Regions from separate parts of the Mus musculus genome. Here region 1 is linked to region 2. Evidence: chromatin contacts called from public Hi-C data. All regions are on one chromosome and are shown on one strand. The core of a region is the stretch at or near the end of the contact, and the rest is flanking DNA. Distances in the headings are between cores, read along the strand shown. Region 1 holds the start of Tpst2 (protein-tyrosine sulfotransferase 2). Region 2 holds the start of Crlf2 (cytokine receptor-like factor 2).

Region 1 (4,870 bases), core at 1,253-3,752, 2.7 Mb after region 2:
TGTGATAATAAGAAACCTCAGAAGGCTATTGGAAAGAGTGAGCAAGCAATGGAAATTATTTAGAAAAAACAAAAACAAACAAACAAAAAAACCCAAACAAACAGATAGAACAAACTCAGTGCTTCTGGGGATGGACTCTAGGGCCCTGAGAGTATCCATCTGGTTCTACCTCTCAGCCACATCCCCAGCCCCCGAATGCTCTTCTGGATAGCTTCAGGTACAGCAAGAATCTGAAGAAGGCATAGCCATTGATTTATAGCATCACTATAACCTGGGGCAGGGGGTTGGGAGATGGGATGGAGCAGGGGAGGGTCGGTGCTAGGAAGAGTTTAGAATTTCGTGCTTGGTGCTACATCGCTATCCCATGCTTCTGACAAGCATGCTCTGGAGACCCCCTAAGCCGCCATGCCTTGTGAACCTGCTTAAGGAAGCAGGCCGGAAGGCTGATGAAGGAGATGCCCATCCCAGAAGGTCCCAGGCCAGGGACATTGATGACTGGTTCACCCACCTGCCTTCAAAGTCACATTAGATTCCCAGGCTGATCCACAAGGGGGTCAGGGGGTGTCCTATCGATCCAGGAGGTGACAGATTAAGATCTGCGTGTTTGCTAATCTGGGTGGGTGACTGAGAGCATGCTCATTCCAGCTGTCCCATCAGATCTGCCTCTCCTGCCTTCCTAGCATCTGTGGAAGCAGAATCCTTCCTCTGCATCCTTTGCCTACCCTGGGATGCTTAACCACCCCTGGGATGAGCCAAAGCCCTTACCTGCTTGTTCCTCCCTAAAAGCACCCCAAGGGGGTCTCTACAGAAATCTTATCTAGCCATACTCTTCCCTGATGAACATGGACCCTGTCTCCATTTCAGCAGGATCCTGTGGAGATAGATGCCTTTCCACAGTGCACAGGAGCCAGGCCACATCCTCCCCTTCCACCACATCCTGCCTACCTGTCTTCAAGCAAGGCCCCAGGCTGACCTCCTCCTTTCTGGATCCTGCCCCCCCCCCCCCCCCGGGCCCTGCTGTGACTAATGTTCTTTTCATGACTAGTTGCACAGGCCACCCTGCCTGTGCTTTGGGTCATGAGGTAAGCACCTCATTTTTTCCTCCCTGGACTAGTTTTGGAACCTACTCTTGCCTGGCCAGTTCCAGACCCTGCTGGGAAGGCTTGTTGAGGGGAATCCAGCTTACTTGTGGAATCATAAAGCTCAGAGAAAGCCCTCAGCGGAGCAGAAGTCCCCTTCAGGCAGACCTTGCTCTTTGATCTTTCTTCACCCATAAATAGTATAAAACTCCCAGAGCTGTGTCGTTAGTCACAAAAAAAAAAAAAAAATCTCAAATATGCACTCAGTAAATGCTATGTTGTGTGGTTTCATTTTTGGTAACTGGCTTCACCAAGACGGGGACTTTGTCAGCCCAGCATCTCCCACAGGGCAGGCACTGTTTTATAGACTACATGAATGAATGAATGAATGAATGAATGAATGACAAACACATATCTGTGTGCCTTGCTTTGTCTGGCCTGTAGAGATATTTGTGTTAGTTGTAACTAGTATAAAAATGAATTTCATTTAGTTTTGTACAGGTTTGGGGTATACGGTTTCACAACACCCTGGAAGGTCAAAGGATTTGTTTGGGTGGGAGGGGTACGTCCTTGTATGATGTGGGTCCCTCATCGAACTCATGTCGTCAGACTTAGAGGCAGGCGCTCTTACCCACTAAGCCATCTCGCAAACACCAGGATTTTATTTTCAATATTTATTTTTATTACTGTGTGTCAAGGCACACGTGTGGAGGTCGGAGACAACTTTGTGGAGCCGGTTCTACTCTTCCATCTCTGCACGGGTTTCGGGGATTGCAAGCGTCTTTACCAAACGAGCCATCTAATGTATTTTAAAATGGTAAAACACACCACAACTCGTGCGCGCGCGCGCGCGCTGTAAACAGAGGCTATAGAGGACGCAGCGAGAGGCTAGCCTACACCTTCTCCTTTGCTCTGCACACCTTGGGCTGGCTCCTTTCTGGGACCCAATCCTGTACCTATAGTGCACACCCCTGCGCTGACGGACAGCCATCCCGCTCAGCGTCTGAACGCCAGCTTGTGGCTGCGCCCTCAAGGATGCCGTGCAGAGGAGGAACGCCCTGCGTAGTTAAAGGAGCCAGAGCAGCAAGCTCTAACGGCAGGGGCTCCGCCCCCGGGGAGGAGATGAGGGCGGGGCAACGCTGGAAGGGGCGGGCTCTCTTGGCCACACCCCTTGCGTCATGGCGCTAGAGGGGAAGCTAGGGGAGGGGGAGTGGCGGAGGCCGTGCGTGTGGGCAGGGCCTATCTGGGTCCCGCCCCCAACCCTCTGGGCAAGCCTGGAGTGTCGCGGCTCTAGCGATAGACGTTGGGGGCGTGGTCAAGCACTAGGCGACAGGGGCGTGATCACGAGTGGCTCCGCCCCTTGCGTCACGACACGCGGCCCCGCCCCTCGCGGCGCCTCCCTGGCGGCCGGCAGGGAGCCGGAGTCTGCGCGGGCGCCGATTTGGGCACGGTAGGTGGCAGCGGCCTCGGCCAGTACCAGGTCAGGGCTGCGTGGCGCGGTCCGGACGGTGGGCGGCGCGGACAGGCCTGGTCGCCGCGGGAGGACGCGCGTGGCCTGGAGCCCCACCCGCGCGGCGCCGCGGGGAAGTTAACTTGCGGAGGTCGCGGCCCACGGTGGTTCTTAAGAACGCGTAGACCTCTCTTGCTCTGCCCTGTTTTGCTTGCTTCCTGCTTCACACGTGGGAAACTGAGGCCTGGGGTCACGTGCCCGGGCGCTGGGACTCACAGCTAGGACGGGGCAGAAACTCTCCCGCGGGGTTTTGTGCGCGCGAGCGAGCGTGTGACCCTCCCCCCTCCCCCCAGAGGTGGCTGCCCCTGTACCCACTGCTCCCGGTGTTCATACTGTTCCTTGCCCTCCCCAACCCCTTGTTTCTTTCATTCTAGCAGGGATGCCCGATGGTTAGTTAGGCCCAGCTTCTGCATTGGGGCAGATCGGGCTGGGAGGCTCCGGCTTAGTATTGGGGACATGCCCTTTCTCCAGCCTCTGTTTCCGGACATACAGAACTGGGTTTGTTTCGTTACCCTGAAGAAGCTGTTAAGTTATTTGTGAACCGCTGTACCCGCCTTGCCTCGCCTTGGGCTCATTCCATTTACCATATCTTGTTTTAAAAACCGTATCTAAGGATTTTTTTTTTTGTAACACTTTTTCTGAAGGTCTGATCCACTAACCATATAAATCTTCTTTTGGAAGTAAACTTTAGGTGGTTGGTGGGTTTTAGGATGCTCACATTACGCACTGATCCTCGTCTACTTTTAGAACATTTGTACATCCCCCAAAGCAGCAGTCCCTAACCCTCAACTCCCAAACCTCTTTCCCCAGACCCCGGCTCACCTTCATCTACACTACTATCTGTCTATGGATTTCTCTGCTCTGGGTGGTTCTGTGTATGGTTCCTCATGTGCATAGTATTTCCTAGTGTGGATATTGTGTGTGTGTGTGTGTGTGTGTGTGTGTAGTCCATTGGTTTGTAGATGGACAGTGGGTTGATGTTCCTTTATGGCTGTGATTAGTATTGTTGCTGGGAATACACACACTGTATTTCTCTTTTCAGTTTTGCCTAAATTTCAGGATCCCTTTAAAGTTTAACCTATTGAGGAGCTGCCAAACTCCCAAAGTGCCTTACCACTTTACTGCCTCTGGAATGTGATGGTTATGATGATATTTGTGACCAAGTCTTATCTACCTCAAGCTGACCTTGAACCCCAGACTCTCCGGTTTCAGCCCCGGAGTGCTGGAATTAGAGGCTTGTGCCACTTGCCTGGCTTGAGGTTTCCCATAAATTCTGAATATGTTTCGTTTCTTCTGAAACATCAGCGTCTTCCTGGCTTCAATGCATTTGTTATAAATGATTTCCTAGTTCATTAGTGCTCTGAGGGGTACCCTGCATGTCATCCGGGCGGTTCCTGGGACCTGCTAGTAAGCAGCAGTGGTGAGCAGATTTGTGGTTGACAGCTTCAGTACCTGTTGGGGTTAGGGCCTGGACCTGCCCACCCTCTTCCTGTGCTGGGGGAGGTAAGGTTATAAAAGAGAGTCACTGTGCTTCCCACAGTGAGGGGGGGGGTGCGCGTTCATGTGTGCATGTGTGTGTGTGTGTGTGCAAGCTCCGTCGAGAAAGTGTGTATTGAGACAGGGTCTCCTGTGACTCGGGCTGGCCTTCACGTCACTATGGAACTGAAGATGACCTTTAGCCTCTGTTCCTCCTGCCTCCACTTCCTGAGTGCTATACAGGTGTGCATCGTGACACCTTCTGCATTCAGTGCTGGGGTGGAACCCAGAGCCTCCGGCAAGCTAGGAGATCGAGCTTCCAATAGAACTGAACTCCTTTTATAATTATTGTGGGTGGTGTGTGTGTCTGTGCACGTGTAGGGTCTGGGGAGGCCGGCAGTTGATGTAGGATGCCTTTCTCTGTCGAGCCTCATCTTGTTTTTTGAGGCACAGTCTCTTGCTTAACCCAGAACTTGCCATTTTGCCTAGAATGGCCGGCCAGGGAGCCTCTGGGACTAATTTATAACTCCAACTCGGGGATTGCAGGCACACGCTGCTGAACTCAGATTTTTTTTTTTTTCTTTTTGAAACAAGACCATACTGTGTAGCCTTTGGTTGACCTGCATCTGACAGATATCCACGTGCCTCCTAACTGCTGGAATCAAAGCTGTGTACCACCACACCCAGCCTTTTCCAGGCATGCAGAGACCCAGTCTCTGTTCCGCAGGCTAGCCTAGCATGATCTCTTACCCAGTGAACTATTTCCATAGCCTTGAGCTACGTTCTTGAAGGGAGTCCGATTTCT
Region 2 (4,899 bases), core at 55-2,554:
TCCCTGACTCAGACCCTTGGCTAGGGCGCTGGGAGCAGGCCGGGCCTCATTTGCATATGCACTAGGCAGGGGAAGACAGAGGAAGACATTCTGGCTCGTACGCAAATATAGGGAATGAATATGTAAACGAGAGGCCCAAGAACTGTAGCGGTGGGCGACACCTCATTTGCATATTCACAAACAGAGAAAAGGAAAAGGATTGGGGGCTCATGAATATGGAAAGCGCTTCTCGAATATGCAAATGAGCAGCTAGCAAGTCGGAGCCTCATTTGAATATACATGATCGCAAAGAAAGCGGTAGGGAAGCGGGGCTCACCACTATGCAAAGCGACCAATGGATACACAAATGAGCAGGCAGTGAACCAGAGTGGAGATGGACTGGGGAAGCATTCTTTGCATATTCATGAGGGGAAAAGGATGGAAGACTTTGTGGCTGGTGCATATGAGAATAGCAGTATATGATGAGGAGCGGGCAGATTCAATTTCGGAGATCTGAGGTCTCATCTGCATATTCATGATCAGGGACGTTGGAGCAAGACGTTGAGGCTTGTGCATATGTAAATCGTGGGGAAAATATGCAAATGCATAGTGATCCATATGGACAGGGCATCAATTCTATATTCATGAGGGGATGGAAGACAGAAATACATCGCTCATGAATATGTGTATCTCCCGATGGATATGCAAATGAGAAGCGATGAGTGAGAACTCGGTAGGGGCGAAGCGTTATTTGCATATAAGCGGGAAAGCTGTATATGAATATGCAAAGAAGGAGCGGCCCAGAGGCCTTATTTGCATATTCAGGAGGAGGAGCGAGATTGTGGCGGCAGCACTATGCTAATGAGGTCAAGGCGGGGTTTAGGTCTCATTTGCATATTACTGAGGAGAAAGCGCCGAGCGTAGGGGGGGAGGGCGGGGCTCATGCATACGCAAAGATCAAAATGAATATGCAAACGAAGCGCTATCCGATCGCCCTTAGGAGGGCCAGAGGCCTTATTTGCATATTCATGATGGGACGAAAAGCAATGATGGGACGAAAAGCAACTTGGTAGCTCTTGCTCGGGCCCCGCCCACCGCGGCGATTGACAGGCAGCCCCGCCCCCGCTCACTCCTCACCCCGTGACGTCACCGCCGCCGCCGCCGCTGCCGCCGCAAGGAGCCGAGGCAGGAGGATGACCGCGAGTGCCCATGCCATGTCGCCGGCGGGGCCGCGGACGCTGCAGTGATTGACAGCTGGTTCGGTCCGAGCCGGTCCGAGTCGAGGGCGCCCAGGCCGCTTAGAGCCGAAAACGGGAAGCCGGGGGCGGGGGTTGGGGCGACGGGGCGGGGCCACGGCAATAAACGGATGCGGCGACTCACCGACATGGGCGTGGCCCGGCTTCCTCTTCCCATCAATCACCCGGATAGGGGGAAGCGGGGGGGGGGCGGGGGGGGGGGGGTGGACTCCGCGTGCGCCCCGACCACGCCCCTCGCGGCCTGTCCCCGCCCCCAAACCTCCAAGGCCCCGCCCCCGCCCATCTAATCTGCCCGGCTCTTGTGGTGCTTTTTAAGGCTTACTTGTAAATAATAAAAATTGTGTGTCTTTTATCCAAAAACAGAAGGGAGGTGTTGCTCCCATATGTCTGTTCCTCTCTACTTCTTTGTTCTGTCATTTGGTTGCACATTGACCTCACCAAGATGGAGGTGGCTGGCCATCGTGTGACTTTCTGTTCCAGGTCACTTCTGCTTCTCCCTTTCCCAGTCTCTAGGTGGCCCAGCACAAAAGTAAATCGCTTTGTTGAAACTTAAATGGTATGTAAATATTAGATAATAGTGAACATATCTTTTTCTTTGTCTTAACAAAAGTCGTACTTAATCATACAAAGATTTTAAGTAATATACAAATTTGAACTTACAAACAGGGCAGCACTGTGCATTGTTACACCAATTACTAAAGTTTGGTGGAAAATGGTTTCATTCATAAGGACACAAACCTGAAGATGTTGAGAACCGGGGATCTCAATTGAGAAATGGCTACCATCATATTGACCTGTGGTTTTGTGAGTAAGCCATGTACTTAATTAATGATTAATATAAGGTTACCCTACTTTCTGTGAACAGTGACACCTCTAGGTGCGTTGTTCTTGTGATTTTGAGGCCAGCCTGGTCTACAAAGTGAGTTCCAGGACAGCCAGGGCTACACAGAGAAACCCTGTCTCAAAAAACCAAAAAAAAAAAAAAAAAAAGAAAGAAAAGAAAGAAAGAAAGAAAAAAGAAAGGGCACTGCAGCCCTTCCAGTCGGCACCAGCTCCGGGTCACCTTGTGCACAAACTCTGCAGACGGTCCCATGGTCCCCAGAGGACTCTCCACACAATCTTAGGATCACTGGTGAGTGGAACAAAACATCTGTTCCTGCTGCAGACAAACCTCAATTGGGTCATCGATCTGCAGGGAACGAGGTTCCAGTACTTACAGGCAAGCAAGGAGTTGGCATGGATAACAAATAAATATGGACACAAGGGAGTGTGTATCTGGATTATTTTCTCAAAGCAAGCACCAGTCTTTTTGTTTGGTTGGTTTTTGTTTTTTGATTTTTTTTCGAGACAGGGTTTCTTTGTATAGCCCTGGCTGTCCTGGAACTCACTTTGTAGACCAAGCTGGCCTCAAACTCAGAAATCCACCTGCCTCTGCCTCCCCAGTGCTGGGATTAGAGGCGTGTGCCACCACGCTCAGCACCAGTCTTATAATACAGAAGAAAAACAAGAAAGCTGATGGATACATTCATCAAGGTACACTGTTTCTTAACACAAAACAAAGAAAATGCATACATAAAAAGATGGCGGGAGCCAGGCAGTGTTTACAACTGAGAATAGGAACAACCCTAATTAAGATCAGCTAAACACAGGAGCCAGGTGAATGCTCTGATGCAATGCTAGTCTATTGTTAAACCCACCACCAGGGCTCCTTTAGTAAATACCTGATTATCCTATTCCTCTGGGCCTAGTGAACAACTTGCACCAGGGGAATTCCATTTTACTAACCCTTTCATGAATAATACCGCAACCCACCTATTTCCTAGGCCATTGTGTATTCCTGTTTATGGATGTGACTTGGCTATTGTTTTAAGTAATTACTATGCAGACTAGCCTTGAGCTTTTCTAGCTCTGTTCTAGTAAATAGTAATGCCTGATTATTTTCACTGTCTCTACTAGAGGTAAATTTGAATGTTACTGAATAGGAAACATTCTTACTGAATTGCAAGCTCAGGGTAGGCTTCAAGGACTTTCTAGGACATTGGAACACTGGTAGAGGCTTATCTATATGTCAAAATCAATCCTTAAAGGCACTTAAAACAATACAGAAAGAAAGCACAGGGATCCATACACCAGACTAACTCGGGGACAGGTTTTGAGTGTATGTGCTATGGGAATGCCAAGGTTCCAGGAGGCTAAGTTTCCGTAAAACTCTTTGCCTCATGACTGCTTCCAGGCTTTTAGGCCTGTCATGCAGACTTCACTGGAGTGGATGTAGCATGTTCCAAAACAATCTTGATGGGCCTGTGACAGCAGGAGCAAGGACACAGGAGCCCTGACTGACCAGCGGTCGGGTTCCTTCTGATAGGTGCTGGTATACCTTGGTTTCAAACACACCAGACAGCCCTATGGTCCCCAGAGGAGACACCACTTCCAGGCACTGTAACGCGACCAGGATCTTAGGATTCCAGGATCCCAGGATAACAGGAGCTTGGTCACACCAGGATCTCAGGCTCTCAGAGGAAGCTTGACTGCCAAGAACTCTGACACACCCAGAATCTCAGGTCTACAGGAGCCCAAAATCATAGAGAAAGCTGGACTCTGAGGAGTCCTGAATCAACCGGGATTATAGGAAGGACAGGCTCCAATCAGATATACTGAGGGCAGCAAGCACTTGAGATAATCAGATGGCAGAAGGCAAGCATAAGAACAGAAGAACAAAAACCAACATTACTTGGCATCATCAGAACCAAACTCTCCCACCATAGCAAGTCCTGGATACACCATCACACCAGAAAAGCAAGATATGGATCTAAAGTCACTTCCCATGATGATGGTGGAGGACTTTAAGAAGGAAATAAATAACTCCCTTAAAGAAATACAGGAAAACTCAGGTAAACAGCTAGAAGCCCTTAAACAGGAAACACAAAAATCCCTTAAAGAGTTACAGGAAAACACTACCAAGCAGGTGATGGAATTGAACAAAACCATCCAGGATCTAAAAATGGGAGTAGTACTACTTTTAATATTCTATCTTTGTTTTGTGCATTTGGTGTTTTGATTATTATGTGTTGGGAGGAATTTCTTTTCTGCTTCAGTCTATTTGGAGTTCTGTAGGCTTCTTGAATGTTCATGGTTATGTCTTTCTTTAGGGAAGTTTTCTTCTATAATTTTGTTGGAGATATTTACTGGTCCTTTAAGTTGATAATCTTCATTCTCATCTATACCTATTATCCTTAGGTTTGGTCTTCTCATTATGTCCTGAATTTCCTGGGTGTTTTGAGTTAGGATATTTTTGCACTTTGCATTTTTTTTTATTTTTGTGTCCATGTTTTCTATGGAATGTTCTGCAGCTAAGATTCTCTCTTCTATCACTTGTATTCTGTTATTAATACTTGCATCTATGGCTCATGACTTCTTTCCTAGGATTTGTTGTTGTTGTTGTTGTTGTTTCAAGACAGGGTTTCTCTGTATAGCCTAGGCTGTCCTGGAACTCACTTTCTAGACCAGGCTGGCCTTGAACCCAGAAATCCACCTGCCTCTGCCTCCTGAGCGCTGGAATTAAAAGGCATGTGCCAACACGCCCGGCTTTCCTAGGATTTCTTTCTACAGTGTTGTCTCCCTTTGTGATTTCTTTATTGTTTCTATTTCCATTTTTAGATCCTGG

What was found. A called contact is a pair of places that touch in the nucleus more often than the background predicts.
Region 1: a contact with region 2 is called in a Hi-C map of CD8 T cells, with 10 times the contacts expected there. The contact joins the promoter of Tpst2 here to the promoter of Crlf2 in region 2. A contact is called at or near these places in 2 of 484 Hi-C or Micro-C datasets (CD8 T cells and regulatory T cells) and 2 of 115 datasets of contacts at active chromatin or transcription factors (Th17 cells and thymic regulatory T cells).

Annotation. Positions count from the first base shown.
Region 1 is chr5:112,274,243-112,279,112 of GRCm38.p6, forward strand. Tpst2 (protein-tyrosine sulfotransferase 2) reads left to right here and starts at 2,503. Exons shown (of 7, transcript NM_009419.5): 1 at 2,503-2,529.
Region 2 is chr5:109,557,689-109,562,587 of GRCm38.p6, forward strand. It overlaps Crlf2 (cytokine receptor-like factor 2), which reads right to left and starts at 1,305. Exons shown (of 8, transcript NM_016715.4): 1 at 1,117-1,305. The coding sequence starts at 1,195.